2 separate regions of the Gossypium hirsutum genome follow, and region 2 is linked to region 1. Evidence: chromatin contacts called from public Hi-C data. All regions are on one chromosome and are shown on one strand. The core of a region is the stretch at or near the end of the contact, and the rest is flanking DNA. Distances in the headings are between cores, read along the strand shown.

Evidence for each region. Hi-C and Micro-C count contacts between places; a contact is called where the count stands out from the background.
Region 2: a Hi-C map of leaf shows a contact between it and region 1, with 2.0 times the contacts expected there. The contact joins the promoter of LOC107893708 here to the promoter of LOC107887232 in region 1. A contact is called at or near these places in 3 of 34 Hi-C or Micro-C datasets (leaf and seedling).

What each region holds. Positions count from the first base shown.
Region 1 is chrA03:50,673,899-50,680,584 of Gossypium_hirsutum_v2.1, forward strand. LOC107887232 (protein transport protein SEC23) reads left to right here and starts at 1,689. Exons shown (of 12, transcript XM_016811411.2): 1 at 1,689-2,740; 2 at 2,825-2,998; 3 at 3,759-3,920; 4 at 4,443-4,585; 5 at 5,756-5,831; 6 at 5,933-6,105. The coding sequence starts at 1,997.
Region 2 is chrA03:50,910,327-50,917,010 of Gossypium_hirsutum_v2.1, forward strand. It overlaps LOC107893708 (WD repeat-containing protein LWD1), which reads left to right and starts at 2,717. Exons shown (of 1, transcript XM_016818766.2): 1 at 2,717-3,882. The coding sequence starts at 2,717. The coding sequence ends at 3,757. LOC107893709 reads right to left here. Exons shown (of 8, transcript XR_005914960.1): 5 at 6,586-6,684; 6 at 6,110-6,296; 7 at 4,903-6,001; 8 at 2,579-3,882.

The DNA of each region.
Region 1 (6,686 bases), core at 439-2,938:
ACGACTCGGGTTATTGAATAAAAGGCCGTGAACATCTTCAACCTGCTCTGGGCCTTCATCATCGATATCGTCTGGAACCTCATCAACATCGGAGTCACTAAAATCTTCAACGTCTTGATCAGAATCTTCACCATTATTGGTCATTTCTCTAACATTTGCCTCTATGCTTATTATCACCTCCGGATGTATTTGTAGACAGGGACCGGGAGTAGGGTTGTTATACGAACTCCCACCATAATTAGGATTTTTGGGTATCTGCGATGTCCCTTCACATTCTAATTGGTCTGTCATCCAACATTAAGATCAAAGTCAAATTCGCAATGTTGACTTATTGGACTAACATTTTCAACAGGCTTTAAGTCTGCTAACTCGGTAAATAATTCAACTGGTTGAGAGTTTTCACTCCCAATCGACCACCATATTTCCATCATAGTGCCCAAGTCATCATCATCTAACAGCTGCATCTCACAAAATTTGAACGGATTTGTAGAGACTGGAAACTTGTAAAATAATTTGGACATCTCCTTTCCACAACGGATAGCTATTTTCGCACTGATCTTTTTTTTCATTTCTGCTAGCTTCACATTTTTTTTGAATCGCAAACCTACTCTTTGCCGACCTTGAAATACACAACCAATATCATCTTCTATAATTTCACCATAAAAAAAGAACATACACCAAAAACACCTCATTATTCATCTTGAATAGATTTTTTTAACTCTCTTAGTAAACACAACAATTTCACTATTTTATATATGGTAGAGAACCAAAATAAAATATTAAATTTTTATATTAAAAGAATATAAAAAAGTACACTTTAAAGTAATGGAGGCATTTTAAATGGCTCCACCAAATAAAATATTAATTTTTAAAATTTTAAATTTAATTTTAAAAAACGTTTGAATATCTTTAAAATTAATTTTAAAATTAATAATTTATAAAAATTATATTTAAAATTTAAAAAATATTTAAAAAATATATTTAAAAAATTATAAAACAAATAATAAATTTGAAAGTTCATATCTTTAAAAATAATATATTTTAAATAATTTAAAAATCATAATTTAAAATATCATAAAATAAATTTAAAAAATATTTAATATTTAAAATATACATTTAAAATATTATAAAATTAATAATAAATTTGAAAGGTCATATCTTTAAAATATTTAAATGTTTTATATTATTAAAAAATATATTTAATATTTAAAAAATAATATTTAAAATTTTAAAAAATATATATTATAAAACATTTCAAATATACATTTTAAATTTTTTAAAATTAATAATAAAAAGTAAATAAAATAAATAAGAATAAAGATAAAACTTAAAAAAAGTAAAAAAAATAGAAAGAATGGACAAAAAAAAAAGTAAAAGGGTGTCGGTCAATCTAGTGGCGCCAAATGAAATGACTCTAATAAAAAATAAAATTTTTTTAAAGTCTCTCATATTTAAAAAATTATAGTATTTTTCTAATATTTATACAAGTGGCGTCATTCTATATAGTTCTACTAAAAAATTAATTTTTTTCTAGTTACTGCCGTGGCACGTTGGTAGAAACTCTTTAGCTCTACCAACTTTTACTATAGACTATAAATTTTAGATTATTTTTTGTGTTTAATTAAAAAAATAGTTGATTTTTGGTTATTTTTTATAAAAAATCCCTCATCGGTTATTTTATTTGAATTAGTAGATAAGTGTAGATTTTTAAAAATTAGGTTTGCTTTTTATTTGAATTGTTATATTAGTATGGATAAGTGTAGATGTATTTCATTATTGTTTGATTCTATAATCCAATATTTGATCTTCCGGTGACCCCTTTCACTTCAGTTTCTCATGGGGTCGACATAAAATCTGTAAAACAAGCAAAAAGGAAATAGACCCTAAATTCTCATTCACTCACTCGGTTACTATTATGTAAGAATCTGAAAAACCCTAGAACAAGTAACCTTTCTGAATTTATCTGGTTCCAAGTTGTTTTCAAACTTATCGGATAATGGCGAACTCCGATCCCGAAGGGGTTGACGGCGTACGGATGACATGGAACGTCTGGCCTCGCACCAAGCTTGAAGCCAGCAAGTGCGTCATTCCCTTGGCCGCTTCCATCGCTCCGATCCGCCCTCACTCGGACATTCCTACTCTCCCTTACGCTCCTCTCCGCTGCCGGACATGTTCCGCTGTCCTCAACGCCTATTCGCGCGTTGATTTCCTCGCCAAGATCTGGATCTGTCCGTTTTGTTACCAGCGCAACCAATTTCCGCCGCATTATGCCATGATCTCCGAAACGAACCTGCCTTGCGAACTCTACCCGCAATATACCACCGTGCAATACACGCTTCAAATGGATCCCTACCCCAACAACCCTTCCAATGCTCCTCAATTGCAGCCGGTTTTTGTTTTTGTGTTAGACACTTGTATGATCGAGGAAGAGCTAGTGTTTGCTAAATCGGCGTTGAAACAGGCTATTGGATTGTTGCCGGAACAAGCTCTTGTCGGTTTCGTATCTTTCGGGACTCAAGCACTTGTCCATGAATTGGGGTTCACGGAAATGTCGAAGGTCTATGTTTTCAAGGGGAGTAAGGAGATTCCCAAGGAGCAGGTTTTGGAGCAATTAGGCCTCCGTGCTGCTGGGGGGCGGCCAACGGCTGGATATCCGAAAGGACTGCAAAATGGATTTACGAATACAGTTGTTAATCGGTTTTTATTGCCCGCTTCTGATTGTGAATTCACGCTCAATTCAGTGCGTTTTGATTTATTTGTTGTAGGAATTAGTTTTTCCAATGTTTGAATTCTTTTATTTAGTGGTCGGTTGATTTCAATGTAGCTCTTGGATGAGTTGCAAACGGATCAATGGCCCGTACAAGCGGGACACAGGGCGTCTAGGTGCACTGGAGTGGCCTTAAGTGTTGCAGCAGGATTTCTTGGGGCCTGCTTGCCTGGTACTGGTGCTAGGATTATTGCTTTGGTTGGTGGGCCATGTACTGAAGGGCCAGGCACGGTAATGCCATTAAATTTTCTGTTTAGCTTCTGAACTTTCACGCATTCCACAACTTAATGAAAGGAAGTATTTATGTTGCCGGTGGTGAGGCATTTGCCATTCGTTTTCTTATGAATGGTATTTAATTTTTGGGATGTTACACCAACAATATGTCATGGTTGAGATGGGTATGATTTGTCGTAATTAGCATGAACTTTATTTTTCCCCCAATTTTGAATGTTTCTGTTCACTCCCACACACTAATATATAGGTGCATTTTTCTTCTCTCTATGGTTAAAACTATTATTTCCCTAAAAATGATGTGAAGTTTCTGTGTCATGTTTCTTTGGGGATGATATTTGTTAAAAGTTGCAGGCAATATAAACAAGCAAACTGGCTCTGTAATTACTTTTTTTAGAGGTCATGTTTTTGTTAACATTGAGTGTGTGTGCATTTACTTTGTGCAATTGTTTTAAAACAGAGATTCTATTTCATTAATGTTATTCCTGTTAACTACCTTCTTTCTGTCTCCGACCCTTTGATGAACTTTTATGTTAGCTTTATAGTTAAGTAGATCTTGTCCCCCGAATATTTACTTTTTCTTTGGTGCAAGATGAATGTTGGTCTTAAATACCTTGTAGTTGTAGGAATGATTCATACACAACTGTGATTGAATTGAGAAAATGGAGATTGAAAAGATATTGATTTGAGCATTGCTCCTGGTTTAATTTGTATTTCTTGGCTGTCATCAAAATGATACTGGTTTATGTGATTTTTGCAGATTGTATCCAAAGACTTGTCAGAACCTTTACGTTCACATAAAGATCTTTTTAAGGATGCTGCACCATATTTTAAGAAAGCAGTCAAATTTTATGATAGTCTTGCAAAACAACTGGTCGACCAGGGTCATGTTCTTGACCTTTTTGCATCTGCACTTGATCAGGTCTGTCTTGTCCAACTTTTAAGTTCTCTAATGAATCTGTCATTCTGTCTCTATGCAGATCTAGATTGACTTGCATCAATATGCTTAAGTCAGATTTTCAATGTGCCCAATTTCATCTTCTGTCCTCTCTGGTTAAATGTTGTATGGCTCTCTTAATAAGGATGGATTCATTTCCAATTTTTTTCTGCTGCCTTCTAACTGATACTATGGATTAAAGAACCTGTTGAAGCTGATGGGATTTAGGACGTAATTTATTTGGAAACCTTAAGTATCCTATATAATTTAAAATTTACACATTAGATAAAATTGTGGAAATCTGAGGACATGTCTTTAATTGCCATTTTTTTTTCAATTGGTGGCTTGTGATGAATGCCTTATTTTACGAAAAACTGTGGATGCTAATATCTAGTCCACTTACCATTGGTACTAACCTTTTAGTTTAATGACAATTCCTATTGAGATTAACATTCTTCAAAATGTAAATTGTACATAAATATGTTATGTCTTTTTGTATGTTCTTAGGTTGGAGTTGCTGAAATGAAAGTTGCAATTGAAAGGACAGGTGGACTTGTTGTTCTAGCTGAAAGTTTTGGTCATTCTGTATTCAAAGACTCTTTCAAGCGTGTCTTTGAAGATGGGGAACAGTCTCTTGGCCTATGTTTTAAGTTAGTTCTTGTGCCACATCTAAGCTTCTTGTTCAACTTTGAGTTTACTTTTGTCTTATTCATGCTGTTATAAATAACTATATAGTTGCATTCTATTGGTAAGTTCACATTTTTATTCCAGTTCTAATTGTCCTTGTGTTATTTGTTGGAGTTCTAGATGCCCTCATATCTTAGTTGTGGCACCATTCTGCACTAGGTGATGCTACTGTTAGAGAATGTAAAATTTTTACATACCTTGCTGACCTTGCAATTAAACAGAGAACAAATTTATCAAATGTCAGAAAGCTGCATCTGTGAAAATGATTAAATGCCAGTATTCTATGTTGCCATAATTATGTTGGCTTAATCAATCTTCCTAAAGGTTTCAAAGGTGAGTGCTTGCATTGTTGAAAGTAGTACAAGTATTACAGTGCAGCAATGGGAGTGTCCTTGCTGGTTTCTGTTAAATTTCCTGATTTTGAATTGAGCATTGATTGCCATAAATGAACTAACTCCCTGTCATGGTTACCCGTTAAATTACTTTAGCTTTAGTTTTGCTATTGCTTTAGGTTAATTTTTGTATCTGCATGCATTATCTGTAACTTATCTTCGGCTGTAGTTTTAGAGACCCAGAAATATCATCTTTAGTTTAAAATTCAAACTCATTCTTTGGTGGACTTCGAACAATAAGATAGTTCCTTTCTTAGCATAATATGGGAAATGCTGAAAGAGTGGTTATGAACGTAAGCATTTCTAGAGAAGGATGGGTTTCCAGTTAGGAGGTGCACCAAAGATCATCGCGAGTCATTTCTCTTTGTCATACTGATGGTTGAGATAATGGAAGGCATATTAAATATCTTGGTGTATATGCTAATTGTGAATGATTATGTATTGGCTGACGAGATCAAAGGGTATAAGGTAGGGGTTCAAGTTGATGTTGCATGGGGTGAAAGGTTGAAGGGGATATAAAAGAAACTCAAGTGTGAAGGTCATAATTATTTGTAGCTATTAGAAGAGGATGGTGGTGGATGGGAATAATTGGAGGAGGGTTCAAGTGTACGATGTAAATGATTCCATGTCTTGGTTCTTGTAGCTGACCACAAAAGGATTTGGATATTGGGATTAAGGCTTATTGGATATTAATTTCAAACTCATTCTAAGCTCTCCTTTTCTTTTTAATTTTTCTTTCAGTGGCATGCTTGAGATAGGTTGTTCAAAAGAGATCAAGGTTCAGGGAATCATTGGACCTTGCACATCATTGGAGAAGGTTGGTCCATTTAACAATCTAATAACATATCTTACTCTAAACTGCAGATTCAATCTACTTGTATTTATGGAGATTTAAGCTGATTACAATGACTGTTGCAGAAAGGACCTAATGTTTCTGACACGGTCATTGGGGAGGGTAACACGACAACATGGAAAATGTGTGGCCTTGACAAGAGTACTTGCTTGACAGTTATATTTGATCTTTCATCAACTGATCAATCAAATGTTCCAGAAACTGTGAATCCACAGTTCTATTTGCAGTTTCTAACAAGGTTTGCTGCATAAACTCCTTGAAAGGCTCCTTTTTATTTACCTTAACATAAATATACTTGATTTCTTTCTTTGCTTTGTTCCTTTAGTTATTTGATCAGCCTTTTTAAGGCATGCACCTAGGTGTTGCACATTAGTGCTAAATGACAAAAGCGCTTCACACCCATTTAGGCAAGATTCATCTGATCAAGCGCACACTTTTTTGTGCTTTGGCATGCTTTTATATAAGGTAGTAGGTGTCCCCCCCTTCCAAAAAAAAAAACTGCCTGATTGAAGTTCTTAAATTCTTAAATTTTTCATTAACTTTTACCTTTTATAGTGAAATAATGGGACGATTTCAAACTTTCTTCGCTTCAATGTTTTAGTGTTAAACAAGGTAATCATGCATATAGAAAAAAGAAAAAGTTATATGGTTTGTTGTATAAATTGGAGTAGTGTTTATTATAAGGATTATATATGTTAATCTTATTTTACACGCAGACATGCTTTCTCTGTCTAATACACGCATACAAAAACACACTCATTCTGGCTTGTTTCTCTTAGGTGAGAAGCTTTTTGTTCCTTTTGCCTCGGGCCAATATAA
Region 2 (6,684 bases), core at 1,467-3,966, 240 kb after region 1:
GAAATACCATACCTACGTTTCACATTTTTCCATGGAAAAACCATGGTCTTATCCGTCAATTCATCACAGGTCACAACACGAGCATACCAATCTTGCGCTTTTCCTCTATTTGAACTTCTAATTCAATTTTCACATTGTTTCTTGATATTAACAATTCAATAGAAAATATATGAAATAACACATTACATCATTCCCATATTAACAATTAATAAACAAGTTCAACCATATGAACTTACCTGAGCCTATTTGTAGAAGTTATGAAAATTCAGGGACTAATCGGAAATTTCCTCTATTCCATGTTTATTTTCGGATTCTAGATCTATAATATAGAAGTTTCCATTCATTAGCATTCATTTCAGTTCTAATTCACTTCATAATTTATGCCCTTCAACTTTCAAAATTACACTTTTACCCTAAATTTTACAGCTTTTACAATTTAGTCCCTGTACAATTCACCCATCAATTAAGCTAATTTTTCTTAATTAAAACCTTACTCCATTATTCTAAACTACTTTATTCCATTATTATAAACTATTACAAAATCTTTGATAATCATAATTTCAACACTAAACCTTAATTCACAACTTTTTCACAATTAGGTCCTAAAATCAATTTCTATTGAAATTACTTGATAAAATCATCATACAACAAAATTAAAGCTTCAAATCCATGTTAATTCATCATAAAAAACCAAAACTTATCAATGGTAACTTTCAATTTTGTCCATAAAATCAAAAACTAATGAATTAAATACTTGAACCTAATTTTAAAAGTTACAAAAACATAAAAATCTCAAATAAAAAGCAAGAATTGAACTCACATATGGAAAAATATGAAAAACCAGCTTCTTTCAGACCTCCCATGGCATTTTGGCTGAAGAAAAATGATGATATCTTTAGATTTTTCAATTTTGTCTTTATTTTATATGCTAAATTTGTTAAATTTCCAATTTTACCCTTATTTCTCCTTAATTTCTTGCTGATTTTCTTGCCCAGACCATCCAACCCATTTAATTTGGGTCTAATTCCTTCTAAATCCCTCATTATTAATCACTTAAGCTATTTAATCACTATTTAACAAATTTTGCACCTCTTTCAATTTGGTCCTTTTTAATAAATTGACTATCCAAACGTTAAAATTTTCTAACGAAACTTTAACACTAACTCACTAACACTCCATAAATATTTATAAAAATATTTATGGCTCGGTTTATGAAGTCGAGGTCTCGATACCTCATTCTCGACCCAATTTGCCTAATTAATTCTTTTAAATCACCAAATTCACTAATTCAAAAATACTTCTATATTCACACTTGACTCATAGGTATTAATTTATTAAATTTTTGACTCACTTATCGAATTTAGTGATCTCAAATCACTGTTCCTGACACCACTGAAAATTAGGCTGTTACAGTCTCGACTTGTCCGAATTAGTTTTGGGCTTGATACTTGGGCTCACATCACCTCTACTCTAGTCATTTAAGCCTTGCTATTACAACTCTATTTCATTCCATCCAACCAAACAATTGAATTACTGATTATAGCTCTATTCCATTACAGCTCTATTCCATTCACCCCAACTAAATATGGTGTAGGTGATTGCAAGAGAGCGATCGTGGTCAGGCATGAGACATTAAAGAGATTAACGAGGAAGCCATTATTGGGATTATCCTAAGTTGGATTCTATTACGAGTCGATTTTAAGACAGTGTTGTGAGACTCCGATTGGATATGTACAGATTCTCGCGAAAATTTATGGGTCGTTGTTGCTTAATAGAAAATCAATTCCTATGACAACCATAGAGGGGTGCTTGGTGGCTGGCACTAATAGGGGATGTAAGGTTATTCATTTGTCTGGTGGAGCTTTTAGTGTGCTATTGAGAGGTGGGATGGCTAGAGCACCTAGGGTAGCTGATTTGAAGTTTTATTTGGAGGAACCTAAAAATTATAAGACCTTGGCTGTTGTTTTTATATATATTTCATTTTTGGATTAATTCATTTAAGTTGAAGCTAAAATGGGTGCTGGATTTTTGTTGCAGATCAAGTAGGTTTGCCAGGCTTCAAGGTATTAAATGTGTCATTGCTGGGAAGAATCTTTATTTGAGATTCACCCACCGTACTGGCGATGCTTGGTACCAAAGGGTGTCCAAAACGTTTTGGATTTCCTTCAAATTGATTTCCCTGACATGGATGTGTCATTGGCGTCTCTGGTGAGTATCATTTCCATGAATATATACTTCTTCATTTCGTCTTTTGAGCTAGAACATTGAACTCTTATGCAAAGGTGAAAAAGCAGGACCTTGAGTTTGACCATGGCTACTGTTACTGCAATAGTCAATTTTATATTTCTGCAGATAAGACACCCAGTTCTTTTACATATATATATATATTATGTTTTCTGTTTCACTGCCTGAAACGGCATCGTTCGATTCCTTTTAAAAAAAAAATTTAAAATGATGAAGAATAAAGTAACTTTAGAAAACTTATATAAATAATTTAGCTTTAAAAATTTTTGTTATGGAATGAAATAATATAATATTTAGCGGAGTATTTAACGACTAAATATTAAAACAAAAAGCATATATAACTTTTTGCCATTAAGTAGATGAAAAAGGAATGTCGTCAGAACACGTTATCTTCCATAATCTTCACACCAATCCAACCTTTCTTTCTTTATCTGCTAAGAGTAAAAAATAGCTGACAGCGGCGGCGTTGGTAATGACGGCCACCAGCGATCCGAACCCCGAAGTTTCCGACGAGCAGCAAAAACGATCGGAGATATACACATATGAAGCTCCCTGGTACATCTACGCTATGAATTGGAGCGTCCGCCGCGACAAAAAGTACCGACTCGCCATCGCCAGCCTCCTCGAGCAATACCCTAACCGTCTCCAGATTGTTCAACTCGACGACTCCAATGGCGAAATCCGGTCGGATCCCAACCTCTCCTTCGACCATCCCTATCCCGCTACTAAGACCATCTTCATTCCCGACAAGGATTGCCAGAAACCCGATCTTCTCGCTACCTCCTCCGATTTTCTCCGCATATGGCGGATCTCGGATGACGGTTCCCGCGTTGACCTCAAATCGCTCCTTAATGGCAATAAGAACAGTGAATTTTGCGGGCCTCTTACGTCTTTCGACTGGAACGAGGCGGAGCCGAAGCGAATCGGGACTTCCTCCATTGATACGACTTGCACTATTTGGGATATCGAGAAGGAAACAGTGGATACCCAGTTAATTGCCCACGATAAGGAGGTTTACGACATCGCTTGGGGCGGAGTTGGGGTTTTCGCTTCCGTCTCAGCCGACGGTTCCGTTAGGGTTTTCGATTTACGCGACAAGGAACATTCGACGATCATCTACGAGAGTTCGGAGCCGGACGCGCCGCTGGTGCGGTTGGGGTGGAACAAGCAGGACCCCAGATATATGGCGACCATTATAATGGATAGTGCCAAGGTGGTTGTTTTGGATATCCGTTTCCCGACGTTGCCGGTGGTTGAGTTGCGGAGACACCAGGCGAGCGTCAATGCCGTCGCTTGGGCTCCCCATAGTTCCTGCCACATTTGCACTGCCGGCGATGATTCTCAGGCGTTGATTTGGGATTTGTCTTCGATGGGTCAGCCTGTTGAAGGTGGGCTTGACCCTATTCTTGCATACACAGCTGGGGCCGAAATTGAACAGTTGCAATGGTCGTCGTCTCAGCCTGATTGGGTGGCCATTGCCTTCTCCACTAAGCTTCAGATTCTAAGGGTATGAATTGCAGTGTGAAGTTAGGTTTTTCTGTTTGTTTTGACATTAACCAACATGCTTGCTTGATCTTCCATTTGAGTTAAGAATCGAGTTTCACTTCTGAATTCAAACTCGATTTAAAATTGACTGAACTGCAAGTTTTCATTTCACAAAATATTTTGCAACTTAAATACAAATCTCTACGTAAAATAAGCCGGCATTTGATACGACGTCGATAAGAAAAACAACATTCCACCATTTTTTGATATTTAAAAGGTAAACTATAAAAATAGTCACTTTATGTCATGTTACATTTTAGTCACTTTTGTTTAAAATATTACGTTTTAGTCACTTATATTATTATTTTGTTACGAAGTGATCACTTTTCTGTTAAGTTCTATTAACTCCCTAACTGTAATCCTACGTGGCAGTCCAACTAAATATTACTGAATTTGTTAATATATTTACGCATGTATCACATTACAAAAATAAAATTTTAAATACTTATATTTAATAAAATATGTATCTCATTACAATAATAGTTATTTTCTAAATAACATATTGTTTTATAATTTTATTTCTTATTTAATATTTTAATTTAATTTTAATAATGCATATTTTATCCTGATGAAGTATGTATTAGCAGATTCAGTAATATCTAGTTAGATTGCCACGTAAGATTACCGTTAGGGAGATAATAAAATTTAATGGAAGAGTGATCACTTCGTAGTAAAATAATAACATAAATGACTAAAACTTAATATTTCAAACATAAATGACTAAAATGTAACATGAGACAAACAAAAATGACTATTTTTATAGTTTACCCTATTTAAAATTAACATAACATTACCTTTTAAATGTGTACAATATCCTTTTAAATGTGTACAATATCCGACCCAAACATCGAATCAAAATAACAAAATATTTTATTTTTTACTACATTTTTCAGTTATCAAATATATATATTTTTAATTTTTATAATTTCTTCTACTACATTCTTCACAATTTTCTCAATATCTTTATAACACAAAATTACTAAAATATATCAGAATTTATACGAACAAGGATTTAACATATCAGTGTTGTATTATTATTATTTTCAGCAAGTACTGCTTATTCAAGTACATAATACCATGCGCCATTATCAAAGTAGCCACAACACCACTCACCGTTTAGGGTTTAAGGGGGGTTCTCTGTCACTGGTATTACATTCACGACCGACAATCCATATGCAAACAGCGATTTAAATTCCCTGCGAGAAACTCTTAACAACCCAAGCACGCTAGAACAAATGAAATCAAAGTAAAGAACACGGAAGCAATACGCACCAAGCTCTAGAGAAAATTTTAGTTTGTCACCACCTGCACCCTCTCCCTCATTTGGGTGTTAAAGATCACGACACATGAAGTAGGCATTTGGGTTGCTGCGTATCTACATGATTTCAATGGAAAAGAGCCATCACATTCATTCTCTAAAGCACTTTAAGGAGAGTTAAATGAAGCATTTTCTTGCTTGGTTTTCAGAAAACTCAACCATCTTGCTTTTCTCCCTACTCCGATCCAAAATGAGGTCATTATTGGTATGAAGTATGAACAAAACCGACTCAGTTGCCTTGTACGTGTCAAGGTTATCGTCGTTGTCCTTCAGCTAAGCTAAGCTAAGCTGGAAGCACATTATATTCACATTCCCAACTTCCATTTATGTAGCTTGTTATGGTGTCTTCCACTAAATCTTCGAAGATGGCTTCACCAATCTCAACACCAATATAACCAGTGTCAAGTTGAAGGTCCATCCATGTTCCAGTCTTAGCCAGGTCTTTTCGGACTATCAGGTCCAGAGTACAAGGCAATGGAGTTGGGAGCAAATGCCAATAAACTCCCTCCCAGACTTCTTGAATTGTATTTTTCATGTTTGGGATAGGACGAATATTGGGTTTAACAAATGAAACACTAGGGGAACCAAAATAGTACTCACAAACCTCTCTGACTACTTCGTTAATGCAATCAAAGAGCAGTTTTTGGTCTTGACAAAGCTGGTTGGGCAAGTATTCCACCTCGTCAACCAACAATGGGTCGATAAGCAGGTCTGAAGAAAGTGACCGGATATAGACTTTGTCCCAGCTGAAACTTGAGGCTTGCAGCACTGCCTTTATGTGCTCAAATATTGATTCCTTATCAGCCATACAAGTTTTAATTCGATTGCTCTGATTTGTGGCCAAAGAGTCATGTTCTTCGAATCGAATTCTTAATGGTTGAATGGATGTTTCGCCTGAAGATTGGTGAGCAACTTGGCATTAGGAAAAAACACTGTGGCTGAACAAACTTCAAAGCAAAAGCCAAATGTGAAATAAACAAAAGACTTCTCTCATATTCCTACCGGAATAAGTTCTGATGCTTGCGGGGCTGATAAGATCATCTGCGAATATTGGGTCAAGAACAGATACGGGGCTTGAGCGCTCTGGTATATCAGTAACACTCTCCAAACGTTCAACCTTTTTCATGACTGATGAGTCTGATGGAGATGATAATGGAGAAAAAGGCTGTTGGTCCACTTCCGATGAATCCTGGAGGAGAAAAAAAAAAAAAAAGGTTGGATGAGACATCACATATACAATGCAGACAACAAAATGGAATAATCGCATGATACGCAGAAGAGCATCATTTTCTCTTATGGTGATTTTAGCTTTGCCTTCAAAATAATAATACAAAATTGAGACATCTGGCGTCCGATATCTCTCAGTTTTTTCTAGGAAGATGTGAGACCTAATTGAAAGGCATAAGCAGCCGGTATTCAATCATTCTGAACTTCTTAATGACATCAAATCTACATATCAGCAAACAACATTACCATACCTGTTTCAAGTACCAAGGATTTTGTTTTTCATCACAAACTTCATATATATCAACATTTTTATCATCTGTGATAATTGAAGAGTCGCTCGTCTCTGAAGA